2 separate regions of the Mus musculus genome follow, and region 2 is linked to region 1. Evidence: chromatin contacts called from public Hi-C data. All regions are on one chromosome and are shown on one strand. Each heading gives the region's core, a stretch centred on a gene start, on an enhancer-like site or on the middle of the called end of the contact. The rest is flanking DNA. Distances are from core to core; before and after follow the strand shown. Region 1 overlaps Sphkap (SPHK1 interactor, AKAP domain containing). Region 2 has its middle 310 kb from the start of Sphkap.

Region 1 (5,915 bases), core at 3,053-5,552:
ACAAGGAGGAGCTATGTGTGCAGCATCCAATAAGTAGGTTATTTTCTCAGAACATAGTTTGGTTATGACTTGAAAGGAAATATAAACAATTGGAAGTTCCTCCCCCCCCAAAAAAAAATCAGTAAAATGAAGTGACTTCAGATATGTGAAGGCAAACTTCAGATTTTCCCTTTTTTTATTATTAGATATTTTCTTCATTTACATTTTAAATGCTATCCAGAGAGTCCCCTATACCCCTCCCCCACCCTGCTCCCCAACCCACCCACTCCTGCTTCCTGGCCCTGGTATTCCCCTGTACTGGGGTATATGATCTTTGCAAGACCAAGGGCCTCTCCTCCCAATGATGGCTGACTAGGCCATCTTCTGCTACATATGCAGTTAGAGACATGAGCTCCAGGGGGTACTGGTTAGTTCATAATGTTGTTCCACCTATAGGGTTGAAGACCCCTTCAGCTCCTTGGGTACTTTCTCTAGCTCCTTCATTGAGGGCCCTGTGATCCATCCAATAGCTGACTGTGAGCATCCACTTCTGTATTTGTCAGGCACTGGCAAAGCCTCACAAGAGAGAGCTATATCAGGGTCCTTTCAGCAAAATCTTGCTGGCATATCCAATAGTGTCTGGGTTTGGTGGCTGTTTATGGGATGGATCCCTGAGTAGGGCAGTCTCTGGATGGTCCTTCCTTCCATCTCAGCTCCAAACACAAATTTTCTTTCTGAAGTATTCTGGTCTGAGGTATAATTTTCACTGTGCCTTTTGTAGCATTGATAGTTACAACCACTATTGTCTGCAGCGTTAGAAAATTCTGAGAATTGGGCTATTAAAATTCACTTAAAACTGTTACAATGCTACTATTTCTTAGACAAAGGTCTTCACAGACATGACTGTTTGGGTGATACAGACCTCGAGGCTCAGACGGTTTGTGGGTTTTGGGTTTCTGCTCCACGTGGTTCAGAGCTTGACCTTGGATTTAGTTGTGAGGTCACCAAGGGTCTGTTTTTCAGTTCCCTGAACATTGCTGCCTTCTATGCTTCTCAAATGGTTTTATATCAAGTGTTTCTGAAACTTCTTTTGTTGTCTAATTTTTTAAAATTAAAAATGCATTTTATGTTCTTTCATTTAAGGGCAGATTTTCCTTGTTAAGATTCCTGAGTAACAGTTTCCTTTAAGAAAGAGAAACTCCTGTGGTATGGAAGACATGCTTGAATTAATCCACTTAGTGATAATATGAGATTGTAATTTCTCACAGGCATCATAGTTTGAAGCCTATTTAAGCTATCACTAGACCACTGGTATCGCGTGCTTGTCCCTGGCCTTTCTTTGATCTCCAGGATTTGGAACTCTATCAATGAAACAAAAAACTCATTAATTCTGCATCCTAGGAACATCAGAGCTTAAACCACAGACATCAGCTGAGCATGCTGGCTAATCCTGCTTTACAGTCCAGCTTAATAAATAGTCTAACCGGAATCAGCTCTTCATCATCTCAGAGATTACTCTTCAAAAATTTGGCTACAGACCTTGCTTGTTCACATTCTGACTGACAGAAAGTCTGTAATATTGTGGTCACAACAAATTGTTTCAACAGTCACATCAGCGGTTGACTGATCTTTCTCCTATGTCAGCCTGAGGAGTGGTGAGGAGTTGATTTACAGTTTACTTGGCCCTTTAAGGATATGCAAAGTGGCCACGCTTTCCCAGTGATGGATGGGAAGTTCCACAGGTCAGCCTACCATTTGTTACTTACCACTTAGAAATTCCTGTAGCTAAGAAGGGAATGTCTGATGTGAAGCTATCCTGCCTGTTCCTTGTGCTTAGCAATTATCCATTCTCCCTTCCTTCCTTCCTTCCTTCCTTCCTTCCTTCCTTCCTTCCTTCCTTCCTTCCTTCCTTCCTTCCTCCCTCCCTCCCTCCCTCCCTCCCTCCCTCCCTCCCTCCCTCCCTTCCTTCCTTCTAATTTTGTGTCTGTGTATTTACATGTGCATGTTTTTCATGTCTGTTGGTATGCCTGTGTGTAAAATGATGTACATGGGTGCATATGCACATGGAGGCTAAAGATTGATGTTACTGGTCATTCTTGGTTGCTGTTTTACTCACTCTTCATTGGGGCAGGCAGGTTTTCTCAATCAAACCTGGTATACTGGTTAGTTTTGTGTGTCAACTTGACACAAGCTGGAGTTATTGCAGAGAAAGGAGCCTCCCTTGAAGAAATACCTCCATGAGATCCAGCTTTAAGGCATTTTCTCAATTAGTGATGGTGGGAGGGCCCATTGTGGACAGTGCCATCCCTGGGCTGGTAGTACTGGGTTCTATAAGAAAGCAAGCTGAGCAAGCCAGGGGAAACAAGCCAGTAAGCAGCATTCCTTCATGGCTTCTGCATCCACTCCTGCCTCCAAGTTCCTACTGTGTGTGAGTTCCTGTCCTGATTTTCTTTGGTGATGAACAGCAATGTGGATGTGTAAGCTGAATAAACCCTTTCCTCCCCAACTCGCTTCTTGGTCATGAAGTTTTGTGCAGGAATAGAAACCCTGACTAAGATACTCAGAGATCAGCAACATTGCTACTCTCAGTAGCCAGCTTCTCTGGGGGATGCCCTGCCTCTGTCTTCTGAAGCTAGAATTACTGCTGTTTGCCACGCCCCTGCCATTTGCAGAGGTGCCGAGGGAGGGTCTGAACTTCAGTCCTCATACTCGTGTGCCAAGGTTTGTTTCTGTTTGTTTGTTTTTTTTAATCACTGAGCTATTTGCCTATCCCGATTAGAATTACTTACATTAACATTAATAATTAACAAAAATGACACTTCATTGGGAATTCTGAGCTAACGCTCTCACTTATTTGAATTAAATCTCTAGATTTGTGGGTTGCAATGTGAAACAAACATATGTACATGCAATGAGACAATTCCTAGATTTGAAAGTACCTGACCAACTGTAGGTAGCCATCTTGAAAGTTATTCTTTTCTCTGCCCTTGACCACGGGGGCCCATGGATTGTTTGACACAAAAGTAGCATCAGAACCAGCCTCTCAGATATCAGGGCCTCAACGCAAGCCAGAATCTTTGTGAGATAGTGTTGTCTCATGCATCTTACATTTGGGTCAACTGGTCTAAGTTAAGGACCCTAGTTGAAAGTTGTGTGCCAGTCCTGATTCTCTGTCAGCTAACTCTTAATCCCTCCTAGCTTCTGGCCCAATTTCTCTTAGTAAAATCATAGTATCAGGCTATCTGAGGTAAACACTACCCTTGTACGAAGCATAATGTAATCTTCCCTTTCATACTTCACACTTCCTAACGATAAGAAGCTGAAGAGGGTGGGGAGAAGCCCGGTAGCAGTGACCATTAGGGGCAGGGGGCAGGGGGCAGGGGGCAGGGGGCAGGGGGCAGGGGGCAGGGGGCAGGGGGCAGGGGGCAGGGGGCAGGGGGCAGGGGCAGGGGCAGAGGCAGAGGCAGAGGCAGAGGCAGGGGGATCTCTGAATTTAAGACCACCCTGGTCTGCAGAGTGCAGGACATTGGGGCTACACAGAGAAACCCTGTCTCCACCAAACAAACTGAAAAAAACAATGAGGAAAAAATGGGGAAGGAGAGGGGAGGAGGGAGGGAAGTGGAGAGGAGGCTTTGAAGCTAAGCACACTCGCTGCTCTTGCACAGGATTTGGATTTACTTCCAGCATCCGTATTAAGTGGCTCACGACTGTCTGTGATTACATTTCCAGGGAATCCTCTTATGACCTTTATAGGAACATACACATACATGATGCACATAAACACATACACACAAAGTCAGGCACACACTTATACACATGATATGGGAATTTTTTTTAAAGACTGATCAGAGAACAAGTAAAGAAAATAAACATGCTAGCTTCAGTAAATTACTTGGCCTATTGTGTTGCACAATTGTAACTTTTTTTTTTTTTGTCTAACGGTTTGAACAAAGAACTATAAGAAGTGCTTGGGAAAAAGTATGTGCTTGAACATTTAATGTTTTGAAGCGTTAGGAATATAGCTTCCTGCTGAGCGAGTCATTTTTTGAGTGGGAAAAGAGAGCCACTCACCAGGTTCTCCACCGCTCGTTTAGTTATCTGCTATTTTTAGTTCCAGGCTTGCCTATTTCAGATGGAGGGCTAATAATGAACGCGCTGCGTGCCGCGCATTCCCAAGTCTAAAACGATAACGATGCAGCTTGTCTGAACGTTCCAAGAGTGTTGTGAATAAGAAAGAAAGAAACCTTCCCGCTCCACGGTGTAGCTAACTGCTTTCATTTCACCAGGCAGTAGCAGGGTGCAGGCCCTCAGCTTTGGTATGAGACAGAGAGGGAAGAAGTGACTCTCACAAATTAGACTCAGTCCTACCATGGCTGAGCAATGCCTGCTTCTTTGGTTGGTAACTTAAATCGGAGAAGATGCTCGCCTTTAGCTTCTAAGATCTGGAGGAAGGACTGAAAACACACTCTCCTCATCTCAAGCACCTATCAAGTATAATTGGACAATTTGATGGACTTCTGAGAGTCAGTTCTTGCATCATTTGATGATAACAATGCCACTTGAGAAAGCTGTTCCAGGGACCAAATAGGAAGATGTTTACAAAACCAAGATCACCCAACTAAATAGGCAGCTGATTGATACCTGATTTCTCTTAGCAGAGGCAGGCAGTGGAATTTATAGGATCTGTGTTCCATCTTAGCAGTTTCTTGATCTTGCTAGCATCTGACAAGTTCTCTCTCCCCCTTTGTTTGTGATATGCCATCCTTGTTTTAATTTTCCTTCTCTACTTTCCACAGCCAACAGTCAGTTAGCAAATGTTCACTGAGCTCACAAATGAACTCAGTGAGACACTGAGAAAAATATAAAGAAGCCTGACCTAGCATCATCCACTGTATTCTCAGCAGGAGAGAGATAGAGGTAGGAGGATTAGAAGTGCAATGGCAGCCTGGTCAAGGTGAGGCCCTGTGGCAAAATATAGTAAAATATGCATACAAAGCCAACTGCATCTTTGGAAAGTAGTCCCAAGAATGTGAAGGCAGGGAAGTGCTTTGAGGAATGTCAAACCCAGCCAAATAGTCCAAGAATGAAGTGGCTAGTTTTATCTAGGGTCAAGAGGCAGCAAAAGCCCTTGCACTTGATGGGTGTGTCGCAAGGTGGATAGATTTGAGTTGTCTAGAGATATTTGGAAAGTTGGGGAGGATTGCCCCCTTCCCCAGACTGATTTTCCCTATTGTGCTCATAAGTACTTAGAGGAATACTGTCCCTTCCACTTCCAGCAATCATTCTCTTTGCAGGGCCTCATGGGATTTAGTCATCACCTGGAAGAATGACACAGCCCTCTCTCCTGATTCAGTTTTGACCCTTTCCTGGAGCCTGCTTCTTTTCAGATTTCTTTTTTTTTCCTTTTTTTATTAGATATTTTCTTCATTTGCATTTCAAATGCTATCCCCAAAGCCCCCTATACCCTCCTCCGCCCTGCTCCCCAACCCACCTACTCCTGCTTCCTGGCCCTGGCATTCCCCTGTACTGGGGCATATGATCTTCGCAAGACCAAGGGCCTCTCCTCCCATTGATGGCTTACTAGGCCATCCTCTGCTACATATGCAGCTAGAGACACAGCTCTGGGGGGTACTGGTTAGTTCATATTGTTGTTCCTCCTATAAGGTTACAGACCCCTTTAGCTCCTTGGGTACTTTCTCTAGTTCCTTCATTAGGGGCCCTGTATTCCATTCAATAGATGACTGTGAGCATCCATTTCTACATTTACCAGGCACTGGCATAGCCTTACAAGAGACAGCTATATCAGGGTCCTGTCAGCAAATTTTCTTTTTTATTTTCTTTTTTATTTATTAATTATTTTCTTCATTTACATTTCCAATGCTCTCCCAAAAGTCCCCCATACCTCTCCCACTCCCCTACCCACCCACTCCCACTTC
Region 2 (6,140 bases), core at 1,234-3,733, 370 kb after region 1:
TTAAGCACTATGACTGGGCAGATATTCACCTGTTCTAACTCTCTACGCTATCTACTTCCCAGCCAAAGGTCCAGTGCTACTTGCAGTTTGTGTCTTGCCCTGGCTTGCTCTGTACATGCGTGTCCTCTTGGTGAATCCCTTAACAACCTACCTGCTCATCATGACTCCAAAGGGACCTTCTGCCTCATGGTCCCTTCTCTTCCTCTCTGGTCTCTCTGTGACCCTGCCCACTAGGATCTGAAGTACTGAATACCCTTCCCAGTCCATCGGCTGATGAGCTCTTAACTAACCAATCAGAGATCACTGATGAGTGTTCTTTACACAACATAGATATAGGAGATGGATCAAAACCCAGGACCATGCAACTGTAAACTGATCTCTGGACATAGAAATCAGCAATGGAATACACAGTGCAGAAAACCATCCCCGAATATGTGCTCTCAAAAACTTTCACAAGGTGGCAGAACATCTTAAAGGGACTGAGAGGTAAAAGCTAATTGGCTATCTCCCACCCAGCGTGACCAATCAAAAAAAAAAAAAAAAAGTCATTCTCCCTCTCCTGATCAAAGACCAAAAGGGATTGAATTGAAGAAACTGACATTCTCCTCCACCCTCACCCTTTCTGGGAACAGAGATTCCTTGCTTAAAAGAAACAGGAGAATCAGAGGTGAGCATTTCCTCTCAGTGGAATCACTGCTCAAATGATTTAGTTTTAAATTTGCTTTCATGGACACTGAAATGTAAATCGATTCCAAAGATAAAAGCATAAATAAAATAAGAATCACTGGAATGTGCAACAGATAAAGATCTCCATGCAAGCCACATGGCTTTCAAACAAAAACAAATGTTGAAGCCAGACAGGGTCCCAGTACTGAGAGGGGGAAGTGGACACAGGGTCCCACCCCCAACCAAGAAGTTACAGCAATGGATACCTGCTGGTGGAGGAAAAAAAAAATCACTTTTCTCCGGTGGAATCCCACTGGGTTTATCTGTGTTACAGCTCTAAGGGTTAAAGCTTCCCCAGAGGAAGTGTTACATCTCTGAGGAAGGAGGTTTTCCCAATGCAGGTGGTACAGTTCTGAAGGCAAAGATATCCTGGTAGTCGATTGGGAGCCAGGAAATACCAGAGTCGTACTGTACAAGCAACCTCACACATGAGACTTGATGGAAGGGGGAAAACTCAGAAGGGTGACTGCCTCTGCTTGGGTGAGAACAGAAGACAGGATTTATATAGGGTTTCTTGGAAGTGAAGATTATTGGGATTTCAAGCTCTGAGCTTGGACTTTTTACTCTGGAGGGTGGAGCTTGGCTGCCTGTCTCTGGAGGGAGGGGACCTGGCCTCTGAAGCCTTTAGAATGTCTTATACATGGAGTCTCCTGGTTGGAGGTACTCAGGGGTGGGTCTTGCACACTCTCATCTCAAGGGGCTTGCAATATCAACCATACTTCGAATGTCCAGGAGTATTGGTCATGACAAAGGAATGTAAGTTGGTAAAGTTTAAGAATGCCTGTTTGGGGTGAGGGACATAGATGGGAGGCTTTGGAGGAGGAAAGGGAAGAAACAAATGTTGTAATTAAATTATAAATGTGAAGATAAACAATAGAACATATACCCCAATTAGGAACACAGTTAAGACTAAAATCACTCCTCCCCAAATCTCTGCTGTAGGTCATGCTGGTTTACCACTAATAGTATATGCTAAGTCTGTGATGATTATTTGGCTACCATGTTTGATATTGGATAGCATATCCTGGGAACTTACATTTGAAAGTTGACATACAATGAGGAATGTAGAATGCTTTAGAATCTCGTATAAGTGTTTTGAAGACTGGAATGTAGCTGGGGATATAGCTTAGTTGGTAGATTGTTTGGCTACCATATATGAAGCCCATGCATGGTTTGATCCCATCACTGCATAAAGATGGTGTGGTGGTGCTCACCATGTAACCTCAGTACTGGGGAGATAGTGTCAAGAGGATAAGAAATTCAAGCTCACCTTCAGCTACGTAGAGTTAGGTAGGGTTAGGACTGGGTTAGGGTTAGGTTCAAGGCCAACCTGAGCTGGACACGCTGTCTCAAGAAATAAAAAATAAATAAAAACTGAACTATTATGAATAACAACCAAGCTTTTCATAAAAATGAACATTAAATATATTCCACACTTTTTCATGTAAAATACAGAAGAGGTAGCTGAGACAGGGGGAAATGTGTTATATGTGCATTTCTGATTATTGCCTCATGAAATTAAAGTACTACATAGAAGAAGTAGAAGAAGAAGGAGGAGGAGGAGGAGGAGGAGGAGGGACAGGAGGGAGAGGGGGGAGAGGAGAAGGGGAGAGAGAGAGAGAGAGAGAGAGAGAGAGAGAGAGAGAGAGAGAGAGAGAGAGAGAGAGAGAAAGTCAAAATTTCCTATGACTGCAGATGCCTTTAGAAACTATATGGTCCTAGCGCCATCTGGAGGATCAGTGAGAATATGTTCAGAAGCCAATGGCAGAAATGAGCAGATAAACAGTCTCCCAACATTTGCACTATATGACTCTCCTGGCCTCCAAACAGTTCCCAAATAAGGGCTCCAATGATACCAACAGTCCAAAACTTCAACTTCTTCACTTCAAAAACAGGTTTAAACCTGAACCAAGAATGTCAAACAGGATCTGTTGTATATATATTTTTTAAACAAAACAAAATTCAGAATGCAATTTTTGTTTCTTGTCTGAGAGGAAAGAATTGTACAGGGCTTGGTAGGAGTACTAACATTCTGCAGCCCTTTTCAAGAAACATATAACTATAAAATGCCAATACTCCTCAGATTTTAATGTGTGTGCCAGAATTAAGATTCTTTTTTAAAATGTAGGTGCTAACTCAATGGTTCCAGGGTCAAATGTCAAGAGTCAGCAGTTCTGAAAAGTTTTCCCTTGCTGCTTGTCCTAGGAGAGATTAAACCAAAGTTTTAGTGCTTTAATCCACAATACATGGACTGGTAGACTCCCTCATGATCTTGTTTGAAAGAGAATCAAATCAACTACTGTGAAGCAGCAAACAATGAGATACTCATCAGGGCCTCTGGTCTGCAGGAAAATGCCTTCAAGGTTTAAGATCAGTGACATATTATCCTCAATCCTTTGAAAAAAGAAGTTATCTTTCAGGCTTAACATGTCCTTGTAAATGAATGTAGTTCATAATTCTGTACATATGTTGCTGGCTTGGTTTTCTAGAATGTGCTAAGAGTTTGGAGTCCCTGCTCATGAAACATACTGCTCTTTGAGTGAATATAAATGTTTCTTTCGAGTGCTTTGAATTGGCCTGACATGTACAAACACTGGTTTCTGAATGTTTGGTAGAATCCACAGGCAAAGGAATTGGAACCTCAACTATGATATTTTTCTTGGATGTTTATATCTAAGTTTCTATAATTGCTGTTCATTTTATTTGGATTATGTATATTTCCTTTGCTCAGTTTCGATACTTGGGTACTTTTTTGAAACTTGCCCATTTTCTTTAAGGCATCTATTACTGACTTACACCATTTCCTTAACTAGCCATGCAAAACTTAAGGATGGGTACCTTCTACAATATACATTGTTAGGTGATTGTGTTGGGTGGGCAAGTGTCACAACCTAAGTCTATGTTAGTATATTCAGTGGAACCACACCTGGGCTACCTGTAATTTATCCAGATTTGCTTTGCCATATTGCTCTTATCATATTTGTTCTGACAAAGAATTTTTTCCCACTATTAGCCTATGTAGAGTTTCCCAAATTCTTGGTCAACTTTCCATCAGCAATCACAGATTCACCACAGGCGTTCACATCATATAATGAATACAATTCTTCACTCATTTGAATACCTAGAGCCAGTAATGTATTCGACCCTGTGATGGTGTCCAGTATTTTCTCTTGGCCTTGGAGCATATTTCCAGGGGCAATATGTTATTAGTGTTCATTAACAGCCAGACTGTACAGTTCTAATTCATATTCCAAGGAAGGGCAACATGGAGAAAAACACTAGAAACAGGTCTTCATCATCATTTGCTAGTATAAAATGTTATTGAATTTGGTAGCATATTATGTCTAGTTAGAATATTCTTCCCCAATGCTACACAACTACATGGTAACTCCATTTAAACACCTTTAAATATATCTACATATTTTATGAAACTTCTACAGTTGTAAATTTCCACATAGCTTTTGCAAATGGCTTTTTGTGTTGTTATCCCTCCCTATTTCTCCTCCTCTGCCCTATCCTCCCATCCCCCACCCTATTTAATCCTCCTGTAATTGGTATTCCTGGATGTCAACTTGACTATATCTGGAATGAACTACAATCCAGAATTGGAAGGCACACCTGTGATCCAGACCTTGAGGCTGGAAGACACAAGTTTCTGACCTGGATCTTGATATGGAGATCTTGAGGCATAGTGGCCATGAAAATCTTAAGCCCAGGCAAGGTAGTGAACTCCTTTAATTCTAGGAGACCAAGGCAAGGAGATCTCTGAGTTCAAGGTCAGCCTGGTACAAAGCAAGTACCAGATCCAAGCATGGTGCCACATACCTTTAATCTGGGCCACACCTTCTGCTTGAGACATACATAAGGATATTGGAAGACAGAAGATTCATTCTTCTTTGACTGCTTGCACTTTCTTGCCAGCACATGTTGGAATCTACTTCTACAGAAAACCAGCTGAAACAACTAGCTTCATGGGACTGAACAACTACTAGATTCTTGGACTTCCCATTCACAGCTGCTCATTGTTGGGTTAGTTGGACTACAGACTGTAAGTCATCATAATAAATCCCCTCAATATAGAGAGACATTCCATATGTTCTGTGACTGCAGAAAACCCTGACTATTACACCTTCTAGGAATTCATGTTGGACAGAAGAGGGAGTGGGAAGACTGTAAAAACTAGAGGTGGTAGCTGGCCTTAATGAAGTATAGTTTTCTAGACACAACAGAGCTGATGTGTATACATGAACTCACAGAGACTGTGAGAGCATTCCCAAAACCTGCATAAGCTCAAGTCAAACAATATCCCAGAATGGGCCTGAATTTCTACCCCTAGACAAGAAGCTATTGACCATTAAACAGACAGATAGAGATACAGAGAGAGAGAGAGAGAGAGAGAGAGAGAGAGAGAGAGAGAGAGAGAGAGAGAGGGAGATGGAGACAAAGAGAGAGAGGGAAACAGAGAGATACAGAGACAGAGACAGAGACAGAGACAGAGACAGAGAGAATAAAGTTGGGTAGGAGTAGGCAGTAGGAGAAAGACCTGGAAAGAGTTGAGGGAGGGGAATGAAACATTATCTGAAATTCTCAAAGAAACATTATTAAAGAAAAAAGTTATGAAATTCTTTGGGGATCATATCATCTGGATATCAATAGCTCATTAATATTTCTCAGAAGTCTGGTAGTTTATGATATTACTGTATAGTCTGAAGGTCTTTGAAAAATATCAAATTCTGTCACAGAAAGTGACTCTGAAATGTTTGACCTGGATAGATCTTGGAGTCAGGGTTGCTAATTAGGACAGATGCTTCAATTAGAAAAGCAATTTCAGGACATTCTGTTTAGGGATCACTCCTGTGCGGTTCTGACCTCACTGGACCATATGCTACATGAAGGAGAGAAAGCTGCTGTTTGCATTGCATGTATCTGCAAAGCCAAATCCTAGGATGGTTTCAGAAGGATGATGGGAATTACAAGAGAGAAATTGGGCCAGAAGGCACATGTGTTTGTCTTCACTTGGTTCTTATATCTAATCATGCAACTTTCTACATTGACACTTCCATAGAACACCTTGTTGAAGCATACTTACTGTGCACATGTATGTGTGTAGACAGTGGCAAAGAACAAATCAGGAAAAGGTGCCACAGAACTACTTAAGAGAAGTAGTTTCTTGCATGGGAATTGGTATATTGGGGCCTTCATGTAGGAAAAGGAATCTTTTTCAGGATCTTAACTTTCAACCCTCAGGATAGACTAACTGAAATATATACGGCATGAGAATACCAAGATTTCAAAAACTACTTAATTCCCTAAGCCGAGACTTTTTGCAAAGTAGCTTGAAAAGCAATTATCTAATGTTTTGCTTTCCTTTTGAGGATGAAAAAACTGGAATGCAGAAAAGGCATGATTACAGA

The links. Hi-C and Micro-C count contacts between places; a contact is called where the count stands out from the background.
Region 2: a contact with region 1 is called in a Hi-C map of cortical neurons, with 2.2 times the contacts expected there. The contact joins two enhancer-like sites. A contact is called at or near these places in 5 of 484 Hi-C or Micro-C datasets (cortical neurons, embryonic stem cells and ventral hippocampal neurons).

The regions. Positions count from the first base shown.
Region 1 is chr1:83,341,604-83,347,518 of GRCm38.p6, forward strand. The region is part of intron 3 of Sphkap (SPHK1 interactor, AKAP domain containing); the gene reads right to left. Among named protein-coding and RNA genes, the nearest start is that of Sphkap, 64 kb to the right of the region's middle. Within about 2 kb of position 4,303, at least 23 of the 459 cell types and tissues checked have an H3K27ac peak or open chromatin away from gene starts, as enhancers often do. A contact at or near this core is called in cortical neurons, where this site is marked.
Region 2 is chr1:83,714,773-83,720,912 of GRCm38.p6, forward strand. No RefSeq gene overlaps it. Among named protein-coding and RNA genes, the nearest start is that of Sphkap, 310 kb to the left of the region's middle. Within about 2 kb of position 2,484, at least 3 of the 459 cell types and tissues checked have an H3K27ac peak or open chromatin away from gene starts, as enhancers often do. A contact at or near this core is called in cortical neurons, where this site is marked.